2 separate regions of the Mus musculus genome follow, and region 1 is linked to region 2. A link is a contact called in public Hi-C data. All regions are on one chromosome and are shown on one strand. The core of a region is the stretch at or near the end of the contact, and the rest is flanking DNA. Distances in the headings are between cores, read along the strand shown. Region 1 holds the start of Tmem109 (transmembrane protein 109). Region 2 holds the start of Stip1 (stress-induced phosphoprotein 1).

Region 1 (6,669 bases), core at 2,135-4,634, 3.8 Mb before region 2:
TTTCTTTTTTCTTTCTTTCTTTCTTTTTTTTTTTTTTTTTTTTTTTGTTTTGGTTTTTGAGACAGGGTTTTTCTGTGTAGTCCTCTAGTCCTGGCTGTCCTGGAACTCACTCTGTAAAGGCTGGCCTTGAACTCAGAAATCAGCCTGCCTCTGCCTCCCAAATGCTGGGATCAAAGGTGTGTGCCACCAAAGCCCAGCAACCCTCTTTCAAGACAGGTTGTTTCATCAGATTGTCATCCCACTTTTTCAGCTTTACTCTGACCTGACCCTACTCTGGTACAGTTTCTTTCCCTCTTCCCTCCTGTGGGATGCTCCCACTCTCAGGATCAGTCACCAGGACTGAGACTTTGCTTTCTCTTTTCCAGTGCTCCTCAGTTCCCAAGTGCATCCACCTCCACTTGCAGCCTCTGCAGCTGCCCAGTCAACTCTGAAACGCTTTCAGAAACAAGTGAGCTACAGTAAAGATTTATTTATTATTATAAAAATATTTATTTTTAAAGATTTATTTATTATTATAAAAAAAGATTTTAAAAAAAGATTTATTTATTATTATAAATAAGTACACTGTAGCTGTCTTCAGACACTCCAGATGAGGGCATCAGATCTCATTACAGATGGTTGTGAGCCACCATGTGGTTGTTGGGATTTGAACTCTGGTCCTCTGGAAGAGCAGTCAGTGTTCTTAACTGCTGAGCCATCTCTCCAGCCCCCAAGATCTCATTTTTATCCTTAACTTTCAAGCCCCACGTTGTGTACCACTTGTAACTCATCTTTGCTACTTTGTGAGTTCTCCCTCTTCCTCACTTTACCTCCACTTTACCTCCTAACAGAAGATAGGAGAGAAACAAAGATAGGGAGAGAAAAATTAGAAAACTCCCTGAATCTAATTTCTTTCCTTTTGTGTCTTCTTTGGCACTACTAACAAACCACAACCAAACTCCCTAAATGACCAATAACCACTACTGCCAATCAGGAAGCTCTAGCATTTATTTTTATTTTTTATTCTCTCTCTTTCCTTTCTCTTTCTTTCTTTCTTTCTTTCTTTCTTTCTTTCTTTCTTTCTTTCTTTCTTTCAAGATTTTACTTATCTATTATATGTAAGTACACTGTAGCTGTCTTCAGACACTCCAGAAGAGGGCATTAGATCTCAATACAGATGGTTGTAAGCCACCGTGTGGTTGCTGGGATTTGAACTCAGGACCTTTGGAAGAGCAGTCAGTGTTAACTGCTGAGCCATCTCTCCAGCCTGAGCGCTAGCATTTATATACCCTCTGCAAAGTTCACAGAATTCCAAATGTCACACAATTGCAGAAACTATCTGCAGCAGGCAAAGCCATGCCTCACATCCCTACCCCTGGGATTAAGACAAAAGCACATTCTTCTAATAATTTTATGTTTTCCTTTCAAAAATAGTTTCATTCATTCTTATGAGTACACTGTAGCTGTCTGTCTTCATGCACACCAGGAGAGGGCATCAGATCCCATTACAGATGGTTGTGAGCCACCATGTGGATACTGGGAATTGAGCTCGGGACCTCTGGAAGAGCAGTCACTGCTCTTAACCACTAAGCCATCTCTCCAATTCCATCTTTTAGGGACTTGACTCAGGTAAAACTTGATCCTTTCAACACAGAAAAGAAAGTAAGGCTAGCTGGGCGGTAATAGTAGTATACACTTTTAATCCCAGCACTCCAGAAGCAGAGGCAGGCAGATCTCTCTGAGTTCAGGGATAGCCTGGTCTTCAGAGCTAGTCCCAGTACAGCTAAGGCTACACAAAGAAACTTTGTCTCAAGTCCCCTACCAGTCAAAAGAACCAGAGTTGAAGTTTATTAAAGATAAGTTGATACATATTTTTAGGAACATGATTTAACAGAGGGGGTGGGGGAGAGAGACAGAGACCAGGAAAAGAGTAAGACATAACCAAGTGTTTATATAGGATTCTGAAGAGGGAGTCACAAATAAGTGTCACACCATTAGCCCATATAAAACATCCTGGCAGCTCTCAAGTTATGCCTTAAAAGGGTTGTTAAGAATTGGTTTTTTTATCCTTTTCTCTCTTTCTGATTAGTGATATTATAGGATGGCTCCAGAAGTGACTGGGTTAGGAATATAATCTAGTAAAATATAACTATGAGCCACTAGGATTGCACCCTTTAGGGGAGGGCTAGGACAGGTCTTTCTTACTGTAAATGTAAGTTTCTAGTGAAGTTCTTAGAAACTTGTAGGTTTACAGCTGGGAAGAGAGAAACACCTAAAGTAGTTTTTGATTCTCAGTTGATGGGAGGTTTTAACAAGACTCCTAAGGGAAGTCCTCCTTTCCCTTCCAATGTTCCCATACATTTCTAATATGTGTGCCTATGTTAATTTCCCAAAAGGCACTTGCAAACTAAAACTAAGTCTAGAAAGAAACCAAAAACACCACTCCCACCCCCACCACCCCTGAGATCTTTTCCACTAAGGCACGCCTGACAACCCGGATTCAATCTCCGGGATCCACACAGCAGGAGAGAACTGACTTCCATAGGAGTATTGTATTGTGCCTGCACACCCGAACGCATGCATAGAATACATAACTACACGTAATTTTAAAATTTATGGGTTGGTGAGATGGTTCAGCGGTGAAGAGCACTAACTGCTCCTCCAGAGGTCCTGAGTTCAATTCCTAGCAACCACATGGTGGTTCACAACCCCCTGTAATGGAATCTGATGCCCTCTTCTGGTGTGTCTGAAGACAGCTACAGTGTATTCATATAAATAAACCTTTAAACAATTTTTACATCTCTGCCTACCTCATCCACAAAGCTACCTCAGTGTTCTAAGGTTTAAAACAAACAAACAAACAAAATAACCCCAGGGCACCTGGGTTGCTTTCCTTTCCCTAACAATTGTAAGCAAAGCTTTGGTGGTCACCCACACATTTTGGGTGAGGTTTTGCTCTCTTCCAGAGCATATGAGTTTCTCCAAGGCCGTACACCGTTCATGTGCCCACTAACACCTTGTGCCTTTCCCCCCTGATGTGCCATTTTTAGCGTGAAAGGTTTCTCAGCCCTCCAAGTGCTCGCCAGCGCCCCGCCTTAGGAACTGCACTTCCCGGGAGGAAACTGCCGCCCTAAATGCGTTGTAGACTCGGATCTGCACCGAATCCCGCATCGAGCACCAACTCTACCCACGCCACAGCCTCGACAGTTCTTTCTTTCCCCTTTCCTGCCAAAGGCTTCGCTTCCGTTCCAACTCCAATTTCCGGCGCCATTCTTCTCTTGGAAATATTTGGGAGGGAAAAAACACGTACAAACCATAATGGAGCGAGCAGAGCGCATGCGTCCACGATGCCTGCCAGAAAGACCTGCCAGTCTCCTCCGTCGACCGCCCCGCGCATGCGCAGACTATAAACCAACACCCCGGGAGTTGAGGCGCCGGTTTGGTGGCGCGTTTTCTAGCGAAGTCCCACGTGAAGGATAGCGGTGACCGGAGCAGGGTGAGTGAGGGCCGAGACCAGGGCTGTAGATGCAGCTTAAAGGACAGATTTGCAGGAGGTAACAGGGCGGAGCCGCAAGGCCTTGCGAGCCCTAGTGGGGAGGGGTCGAACGTGGAACGTGGGGCTTAACAAGTATGGGACCCAGATCCTCGTTGCTATGCAACCAGGGGCGTTGTTACTAGGTAACCCTGGAGGAGAGTGTTTCCCGGGATGAGTGGGTTCGAGCGCTGAGGTCTAGCCCTCCGGAGGGAGCAGCTGCCAGATTTGGGGGATGAGGCCAGTGCCGAACTGCACACCTCCCCCAGCCCCATGGTCCAGCCTCCTGCCGCCTCAGTTGGAGCCCCCCTCAGGGTATCCTGACCTCATGGGCCTCGCGACGCCACTATGGAGTGCTTGGCAGGGGATGTGCTGTTCGAAATAGCACATGCCACTGACCCTATTGCCTGGAGTCTGGGCCTTGGGAAGGGAGCGGCAAGGCTGCACACCCCCCCCCCCCCCCTTTGCAAACACCCTGCCCCACAAACAGTTGCTGGGTAGCAGCTGTCAGGGGTTTAGCGAGGGCTGCCTCCGACCTGCCAGAACGCTGACTTCATTCTCCTTAGTGGTGACTTCGCCACGTTTAGGACCTTCTATCTCAGCTGTGCTTCTCATGTGGCTGTCGTATATTTGGACTGACTATTCAAATAACCTCCTCCCCTTCCCTCCCCCCCCCCCCCCCGCCACCTCTCCATGTCTTTATGTCCTACACTTGTGGCTTCTTGGCAGGGCTTCTGATACTCATTTAGCAAGCACTTAGTCATTCTATGCTAGGTGCTGGGGATTCCAAGAAAAGTTAATGTCAAGTTAGTCTGAGAGTCACTGGGAGGCTGTGGGACAAACTTTGAACACAGTGCTTGCACAAATTATCTAACTTCTTGAAGTAACTCTTAACCCAGTTTCAACAGAACTTACATTTGAGGAGATTGAATTTCAGATAGGTTAAGTAACAGGTGTAAAGGTAGTGGCGGCTAACTTGTGATAGATCTGAACCTGTGTCCTTTGTACAGAGAGCTCTTAGGAGGCTTTGCTTAAAGTAGACTTTTCTCTGCGTTGCTGATCTTTGCAACCACTGTTTGATTATGCCTCAGGAATCCTGGGGAGCTTTAAAAACAAAACAAAAAGGCTGAGCTCCTCCCTGGGAGGGTCTGAGTGGGTTGCCTGGGTGGGGCAAACACCCTTGTTTAACAGGCTAGTCAGGCAGGTCAGATGGGCAATCCAGAGTGAGGATTGCAGATCCACAGGACTGCAGTGAGTAGTGAAGGAACCGTGGGGGCCAGCAGAGGGCACCAAGTTAGTTCTTGCCCCTGTAGTGATTTATAGCGAGAAAGGAAAAAGAAGAGGAAGGAGCACTGACTGGAGGTAGTGTGGACAGCCCCACCCCGCCCTGGCAGAGCAAACCACAGCTGAACATAGAGTGACGTCTCACCACCATAGTAAGTAAAGCAGTTCCCCAGCTGAGACTGTCCCTACTAAGCTGAATTGCAGCTGTCTGAACAGGAGTGGCCAGTCTCAGTGCTATCTCTGGCTGTCCCTTCTTACTCTCTTGGTGTGTAACCTGTAAACTCTCAGCGGGTGGGTCATCTTCCAGTATGAAGGCTTTTCTTGGGAGGTTTGGGTGTCTTCGGCTTTACGCTCGATGGTAGGTAATGGAACGGTATGTTCCCATAGGCAGAGAGCAGGTCTTACCAAGGCAGTGTGGACGTGTGGGACAAGCAAAAGGGCAAGCCTGAGCTGCTGGACTTGGGGACACGGTCCCTATTTCTGTTCTCAGCAAAATGGGGTGTCATGATAACTATAGGGCTGGTGAGATGCTCCATGGGGGGAAGGGACCTGCCACTAAGCCTAATGAACTGAGTCCGATCCCTGGGACCCACATGGTGGAAGGAGAGAACCAATTTGTTTAAGTTGGTCTTTGGCTTCCACACATGCAAACATACACACTTGTATACACACACTGTTCTTTTGTAACTAAGTGGTAAAGTGCTTGCCTACCTGTTAGCTCTGAGTTTGATTTCCAGCTACACACACACACACACACACACACACAGATTGTCATAAAAATTAAATGAAGTAGACAACACTTAGTAAATTACGAATCACTATTAAAATTTGATAACTTATACACATTTCCATGTGTGGAGTACCTCCTGTTTGAGGAAACAAAAACGTTTCAGACATGTTCCCATCTTTCAGAGGCCAACGCTGTTTGTCTTTTAATGGCCATAGCATCTTTCTGTATTAATAATATTTTGATGAGTGCTAGTATGTATGTCCTTAATTGGTAGTATTTGCTTTTATATACAAAGCCCTGGGTCCAGTTCCTAGTGCAACACACAGGTAACACACACGTGGCACATACCTGTAAACTCAATACTTGGTGGAAGAAGGAAGATCAGGAGTTGAGAGTCATCAGCAGCATGAGGAGTTCGGGCTAGCCTGGGCTACATCAGGCCCTGACTTAAAGAGCAAAACTGCAAAGTTCTTGATGAGACATGAGGAAGCATGATGATGGTGGGTCAGATTCATATTGCCTGAGCCTCACTTAAAAAAGGAAAGGAAAGGAAAGGAAAGGAAGAGGAACTGATGAAGAAAGTAGCTTGCCAGTTTTCTTCACACCCAGTGTTCTCCAGAATCCTGTGAGATTCTGGCACACTTCAGCTCACCTAGAAGAGCAGTGCTGTCCTCAAGGTGGAGGGGTTAAGTTCAAGGTTCCCTAGACTGGGGCAGGTGGCTGCTTTAAGTTGAAACTGGCCCAGAGAACAGGCTGCTGTGGGAGTTGCAGCTCATGTCACCCTGACCTTCTAGTAGGGAAGAGACGACACCTGATTCCTCCTGTTGGAGGTCCTTGGATATAGGATCCAACCCAAGATAGCAGGCCTGTTCTTTAGGGCCCCAATCATGATTGTGACCCAGATACCTTAGGAACCAACCCATGTTTTCCGCAGCTCCTACCAGTGGCAGGCAGGAACCATCTGGCTCTTGATTTGTGCCAAAGAGAAGAAGATTCTTTCAGCTTGAGGCTTTTTCACTTGAATTGTGTGTCCTGCAACTCCATTTGACCTTGGGGGGCGGGGTGTGTCAGGCAGCTGTTTCTGGTCCAGAAGCTACCCCAATGAAGTATTTTTAGAGTCTTTTTTTTTTTTGCGCCTTCTCTG
Region 2 (7,554 bases), core at 3,108-5,607:
GCCTCTGTAGTGACTCTGTTGTATTCAAGGGACCTGAGAGGATAGAAGGGGACGTTGGCTTCGCTAGCACAACTCTTAGCTCATGTCAGAGGTATGGGGCCTATTAGGAGCTCACATTTCTCAGTGTTCAGTGTGACTTTGCTGTGACACTGGAAGCTTAAGTTTCAGAATGTCCAAGCAGTCTCCATCTAAAGTCCCACACCTTGACTTTTTAATTGAGTATGTGCCTTTGCATGCATGTGTTTGCATGTGTGAGCACACATGCATGTGTTTTCATGTGTGAGCACATATGTGGTGGTCAGCTTAAAAGAAAGGCAGAGAATAATTGAAGACGCCTTCCTTCCATTGATCACTTTTATCACTGAGCCCAGCACTTTTATTTTTTAAGACAGGGTCTCAGGCTGGAGAGATGGCTCAGAGGTTAAGAGCACTGACTGCTCTTCCAAAGGTCCTGAGTTCAAATCCCAGCAACCACATGGTGTCTCAACCATCTGTAATGGGATCCCATCCCCTCTTCTGGTGTGTCTAAAGACAGCTAAAATGTACTTAAATATAATAAATAAATCTTTGAGAGAGAGACAGAGATAGAGACTCACATTGAACCTAAAGCTTATTAATTGAGTCTGCTAAACTGGCTGGCTAGCAAGCCCCAGATATCCTCCCAGACTGCCAGCACTAGAATTACCGAGTGTGCCTCCATCGAGTGTGGTCTGTCTTCTGATTGGGAAGGGCTGGGAGGCAGGAGAATGTTGATGACTGAGGGTCTGCTTTGACATTTCAAAAGCACACACCATCCGCAGTGAGATCTCTCCCTGCCTTGTGAATCAGATGGAAGCTCTTCCACCCGTTAGTTATTTAATTCATGTATTCACTTCATATCCTGATCGACACACACACACACCGTGCCCTCTTCACACAGTCCCTTCCCTTCCCTTCTCCTCTGGGAGGGTGGAGGTCCCCTGGGTGTCCTCCCACCTTGGCACATCAAGTCTTTGTAGGGCTAGGCGCATCTTCTCTCTCTGAGGCCAGACAAGGCAGCCCAACGGTTAGGGGAACAGGATCCGCAAACAGGCAGTAGCTTTAGGGACAGCCCCCACTCCAGCTGTTTGGAACCCAGATGAAGACTGCACTGCACATCTGTTACATATGTGTGGAGGACCTAGATCTAGTGTATGTTCTTTGGCTGGTGGTCCAATTTCTAAGAGGTCCCAGTGGTCCAGGTTAGTTAACTATGTTGGTCTCCCTCTTCTTGGCTTTTTTTTTTTTTTGGTTTTGGTTTTTGTTTTTTTGAGACAGGGATTCTCTGTATAGCCCTGGCTGTCCTGGAACTCACTCTGTAGACCAGGCTGGCCTCGAACTCAGAAATCCGCCTGCCTCTGTCTCCCGAGTGCTGATCCCTCTTCTTGTTAAACTCTTATTTTTGGGCCTTCAATCCTTCCCCCAACTCTTCCTTAAGACTCTCCAAGCTCCGAAAGTCTCTGCGTCTGTTTCAGTGAGCTGCTAGGTAGAGCCTCTCAGAGGACAGCTATGCTAGGCTGTCTGTAAGCATAACAGAGTATCGTTAATAGTGTCAGGGATTAGTGCTTGCCTGTGGGATGGGCTCAACTTGTGCCAGTCATTGGCCATTCCCTCAGTCTCTGCTCCATCTGTGTCCCGGGGCATCTTGTAAATAGGTTTTTTTTTTTTTTGGGGGGGGGTTGGTCTCCTTATCACCTCCACTAGGGGTACTGCCTGGCTACAGGAGGTGACCTCAAGTTCCATATCTTCTCATTTTTAGTTTGTTTGTTTTTTTGATTTTTTCGAGACAGGGTTTCTCTGTAGAGCCCTGGATGTCCTGGAACTCACTTTGTAGACCAGGCTGGCCTCGAACTCAGAAATCCACCTGCCTCTGCCTCCCGAGTGCTGGGATTAAAGGCGTGCGCCACCACACCCGGCTTCTCATTGTTAGGAGTCTCAGCTAAAGTCATCCCCATAGCTCCTGGAAGCTACCCCTATCCCAGGTCTCTGTCATCTCTCTCTGTTTTTTTTTTTTTTTTTTTTTTTTTTTTGAGACAGGGTTTCTCTGTGTATATCTCTTAGCTATTGCTCCAGTACCAGGACTGCCTGCCTGCTCCCATGCTACCCACCATAGCAGTCTTAGACTTACTCCCTGGAACTGAAAACGTCAATAAACTCTTTTGTAAGTTGCTTTGATCATGGTGCCTCTTTAGAGCAATAGAAAAATAACTGGGAAACACAGCTTTTATTAAGTTTTTATTTTATTTTTATTTGTTTTTTCAAGACATGGTTTCTCTGTGTAGTCCTGGCTGTCCTGGAGCTCACTCTGTAGACCAGGCTGGCCTTGACTCAGAAATCCACTTGCCTCTGCCTCCCAAGTACTGGGATTAAAGGCGTGCACCTACATGCCCGGCCCTTGTCATTATTTTTAAGGTTTAAAAAAAAAATGCATTGTCAAACCAAAAAAAAAAAAAGCCGAAGCCGGGCGCGTGGTAGTGCATGCCTTTAATCCCAGCATTTGGGAGGCAGAGGCAGGCGGATTTCTGAGTCAAGGCCAGCCTGGTCTACAGAGTGAGCTCCAGGACAGCCAGGGCTACACAGAAAAAACATGTCGGGGGGGGGGGCGGGGGGGGGGAAGCATTGTCGGCCTTGAAGTGGTGATATATCTCTGTTGTGTGTGTTCAAGGACTCAAACTCAGGTTGCCTGGCTTGCTTGGTTGGGGAATAAACACCCTTTACCACATTTTCAAGCCATCTCAAGCCCTTCCCTTCCCCTTCCTTCCATTTTTTTTTCTTCATTTGCTCAGGCTGGCCTTGAATTCTGATCTCCCTCCCTTTTCCAACTCCCAAAATTTGGGATTGCAGTCATGCACTTTTTTTGTTGGTGGTGGTGTCTTTGTTTTTTTCCAGGCTGGGTTTCTCAGTGTAACAGAACCCTGGCTGTCGTGGAACTCATTTTGTAGTCCAGGCTGGCCTCCAACTCACACAGATCTACCTAACCCCCAGCCCCCATCCCAGTGCGGGATTAAAGGTCCACTCCATCATGCCTGGCTTAATCATGCACTTTGTATACATGCCTTTTGTAATTAAAAAAAAAAAAAAAAAAAAAAAACAACCAAAAAACCTAACCTTTGTATTTTCTTTTTGTCAAACAGAAGGTTGGAGGCTCATGGGTAGAGGGCTTGTGTAGCACAGACAAGACCTTTGTTTCTATCTCCAGTCACCCAAAAAGTACTCTTGCCACATTTGGCTCACACCTGTAATTTCAGCACTCTGCCTCTTCCCTCTCCCTCTCTCTTGAGACAGGGTCTCACTATATAGTTCTGGTATGGATAGCTCTGGCTGTCCTGGACCTCACTATGTAGATCAGGCTAGCTTAAGAGATACACCTGCCTCTGCTTCCTGCGTGCTGTATGCCACCACCGCTCATTTCCTCCGATCTTAAGTGAGGCAGGAGAAAGAACTAGGTAGGCATAAGTGAACAGATAAGGGGTAACCGGATGGAGAGGGTATGCATTGGTGCTACTGGCACAGACATGGCACCGCACAGCCCACGTTCCTTATACAAATCCTGTCCAGACCCCTGATCATCAGTCTCTGTCGTTCCATAAGCTACACGCTAAGCCTGCAACCCAAGTAGCATTTCTGCTGGCAGGCCATGGTGACCAAAGCTTGCAGCTGAGTTCAGAGAGTAAGGGCCAAGCAGCCGGTCCGCCAGGACACTGCCGGAAAAGCGGAGGCCTGTCGTGGCCCGCAGCATTTTGGGAACATTCAACGCAGGCCCGTCATAGCCCGCAATATTTTGGGTACATTCCGGGCCTAATAGTCAGGATGCGAGGAAGCGCGGGCCAACAGTCTCAGACTCAGGGAAAACAGCTTGTAACGCTGTAGTTAAAGCCTAGGCGACACCGGGCCAGATGCTCGACTCCCCACGAACCACCAGCCAGCCGAGCACCCCCTTACAGGGCAGCGGCATAAACCAATCAGCGCCAGGAATGGCCAAATTTTTTTTTTTCCCCACCCATCCACCCAATTGAATGTTTCCTCTGAAAGGCGGTTCCGTCTAGGAGTCCTTCAGCCCAATGAGAGTTGTGGAAATTTCCAGAAAGAACAGGACCAATGGGTGCGGCCAGGCCAGCTACAATTGACGGACTAACCAACCAATCCGTGTCGTCAAGACCCGCTCCTCCCTCAGTTAGCCTAGCCCTGAAATAGGCGGGACTTGCCGCGGAGTGTCCAATCCGGAGGTGCAGAGGAGGCAGGGCTGAAGAGAAGACCCGTAAAAAACCAATGAAAGAGAAGTCACGATGATTGACTGAACTTTAAGCCTATAAAAGGGGCGAGCAGAGCCTCCTGGACGTGTTCAACCAGTGAGCAGGCGAGGAAGGGGCGGTAACCTGGGGGTCCCGGCAGCTTCTAGTAGGTTCCAGAAGGCGGCGCGTGCGGTTGGGAACGCGGAGCGGACGAATTCGATTCAACGGGGTTCCGGGCCAGGCTATGGAGCAGGTGAAGGGGGAGGGGCGGCCGGGGCCCCGGGGCAGCGCAGGCCTGTTGGCGGGGAGAAGCGAGTGGTTGGGGGGCCGGGTCGGGCGGCCGAGGCGCGGGCGTGAGAGCCGCGGTCGGGCGTGTGAGGGGAGAATGGCGAGCGCCCGTCGCCCCCGCGACCCGCCGAGTGGAGCGGGAACAGGCCTGGCCGCGGCCGGGCCCCGAAGCTTCTGGGGGCCGGGCCTCCTCAGCGCGGAGAGGCCCCTGTCGGCCGCTGCGAACTTGGAGGGATCCGGTGACCGATCACCCCAGCAGCCTTCGGGGTACACGGCATCTGTGTGCGCCCGGGAAAAGGACCCGCGCGACTGCAGAGAAGGCGGGCGCGGACAGTGTCACCAGGGCTCCCTGAGGCATACATATGTCGCCCCTCCCCCCACTTTTCGTAGTGACTGTGGGGTGACTGAGTATCCGACCCTTGGAAATTCCGTTCCCGATTACACAGGATTTAGTGGTTTTAGACAGTTGTGAGCCGATAGTGAGGAGCTAGAAGTCCCTGTCTCTACCGCTCAGCATCTGATCTGGGGCACAGAGGGAAACCTGCCGTCCTTACCTTGGTGATTTAGCTCAGGCTACAGTGGCCTGCATCTGAGGCCTGGAGAGGTTTTGTTACCTTGGAAGCTGTCATTGAACCGTTGTGATTCATCCAAACACACACATACAAAAAGAGCACAGCTTACTACTACTTTTACTGTGATGTATAAAGTAAAACCTTTTGTTCTGGAATAGTCACTGTGAGGGACCGTGGGGCCTCTCACCTTGTTAATAAGACTAAATGGAGAGGTTAATCAACTTTCTGTACCCTTGGAGTAATTAAACTGTAACTGCAGTACGGACAAGAGAGACGCTTTTTTGGTATGAGTAACACCTTGCTCTGTTACAACAAAAAGAGGTTGTTTTTCATTATCATTCATTCATTCATTGTGTGGCACTAGGGATCAAACACAGGGCCTGAATTTAGAGCTATGGTCTACCCCGTCCATCCTCCCCACCCTCCTCAGTGGGGAAAAATCCTGCCAGCCATTATACAAGTGTGCAAGTGTTCCTGTGGACTGCAAACTTACAGTAAGATGACAAATTTGAGCGTTGGGCTTAGAGATGGCTCAGTTGGTTCAGCGTTTGATGTCTAAGGATGAAGGCCTGGGTTCCGATTGCCTTTACCCACTAAATCGGTGAGGGGAGGGGAGACCCGAGCATCTCAGGCCTGTCTGTGAGCTCCAGATTCATTGAGATTCTGTCTCAGAGTAAGGTGGAGAGTGTTGGAGGAAGACCCTGACTTCCAATGTCTGCCCCATGCACTAGCATATACACAAATGCGTTTGAATATTGGAAATTGTACATTTGAGCCAGGTGGTGGTGGCATAAGTAAGCCTTTAATCCCAGCACTTGGGAGGCAGAGGCAGGTGGATTTCTGAGTTTGAGGAGAGCCTGGTCTACAGAGAGTTCCAGGACAGCTAGGGTTATACAGAGAAACCCTGTCTGGAAAATTGTACATTTGAAGAGTAGAATTCCAGGTAACTCCTACAGTGACACATAGTTTATATTTTAAGATTTAATTTTGCTAGGCATGATGGTGCACTCAATGAGGCAGAGGCAGGCTGATCTCTGAGTAAGTAAGTGGACCACCAGAGTTGTATAGTGAGACCCTGTCTTAAAAAATCCCAAAACATTATTTCTAATGCCCGGTGTGGTGGCACAGATCTTCAATCCCAACACTTGGAAGGCAGAGGCAGACAGATAGACAGCTTTGTCTATATAGTGGAGTTACAGGTCAGCTATAGCTACATAAAGAGATCCTAACTGCAAACAAAGACGAGGGGTTTTTTTTTGTTTGTTTGTTTGTTTTCAAGACAGGGTTTCTCTGTGTAGCCCTGGCTATCCTGGAAATAACTCTGTAGGCCACACTGGCCTTGAACTCAGAACTCTACCTGCCTCTGCCACCACTGCCCAGCTCAAAGATGAATATTTGTGTACTGTGTACTCTTTTTCTCCCTTGACCTTCCTGTAAAGGAATGTCATATTGGCAGTTTCCTGTCTGTTCCTTTATCTCTCCTGCATGTCATCCTCCTTTGCTGAGAATAGGGTCCGCTGCCTCTTCCTAAGTGTTGAGATTGCAGAGAAAAGCCAGCTTACATGTGCATTGGGACCTCTGTTCTGTGAAAGTTTCTAATTGGTGTACCTTGGGATTCTAAACGCATTTGCAAGAAGTACATTCTATGTCAGTCTTCTGAATCATGAGTAGATGATCATTCCATAATAGGTGCTGTAATAATTTCACTACAGCAATCTCCTTCTTCCACCTCATAAATCCTGAAATAATAGGTATATGCCACTGTGCTTGGTGCTGGGGTCCAACCTGGTGCTTGGGCTATCAAGTGAGCTACATGCCCATCCCAATAACATAAGTAACATCCTACTCATGTTCACTCTATTCTTGGCTTTAAAAGGGAGCGGTGAGTCTGTGGTAGTTTTAATCCGAGCACTTGGGTGGCAGAAGCAGGCAGATCCCTGAGTTCAAGGACAGCCAGGGCTATGCAGAAACCCGTCTTGGAAAATCTGCGGTGGTGGTGGTGGTGCTGTGAAGCTGTTTTTCCATAGGTACCTTATGTCCGGTTGTTTGAGTTGTTTGTTGTTTTTTCCTTTGGAGATTTGAGTTTTTATGTAGCCCTAGGTATCCTGGAACTCAGATTGTGTGCCTCTGCCTCCCAAGGCATAGGCTACTACTGCTCTGCAGTGTGACGTTCTTGACCTTCTGTAGGTCAACAGAGCTAAGAAAAACCCTTTACACACACACACACACAGATAATGAAAAGAAAAGCAACTAGACCTCTAATCTCAGCTAGTGGGAGATCAGAACAGGAAGATCTCATCTCATGTTCAAGGCTAGCCTTCTAAATTCAACTGAGACCCTATCACAAAGTGTTAAAAAGGGGAGGGGGCAAAAGACTAGGGGTGTGGCTTTGACTATGGGAAAGGAAAGTCAGTACTCTTAGACAAAGTCTCTTTCACTTTTTT

What was found. Hi-C and Micro-C count contacts between places; a contact is called where the count stands out from the background.
Region 1: a contact with region 2 is called in a Hi-C map of B cells, with 5 read pairs. A contact is called at or near these places in 1 of 39 promoter capture datasets (cranial neural crest) and 1 of 484 Hi-C or Micro-C datasets (B cells).

The regions. Positions count from the first base shown.
Region 1 is chr19:10,878,458-10,885,126 of GRCm38.p6, reverse strand. It overlaps Tmem109 (transmembrane protein 109), which reads left to right and starts at 3,384. Exons shown (of 4, transcript NM_134142.1): 1 at 3,384-3,475.
Region 2 is chr19:7,036,829-7,044,382 of GRCm38.p6, reverse strand. Stip1 (stress-induced phosphoprotein 1) reads left to right here and starts at 4,357. Exons shown (of 14, transcript NM_016737.2): 1 at 4,357-4,503. The coding sequence starts at 4,495.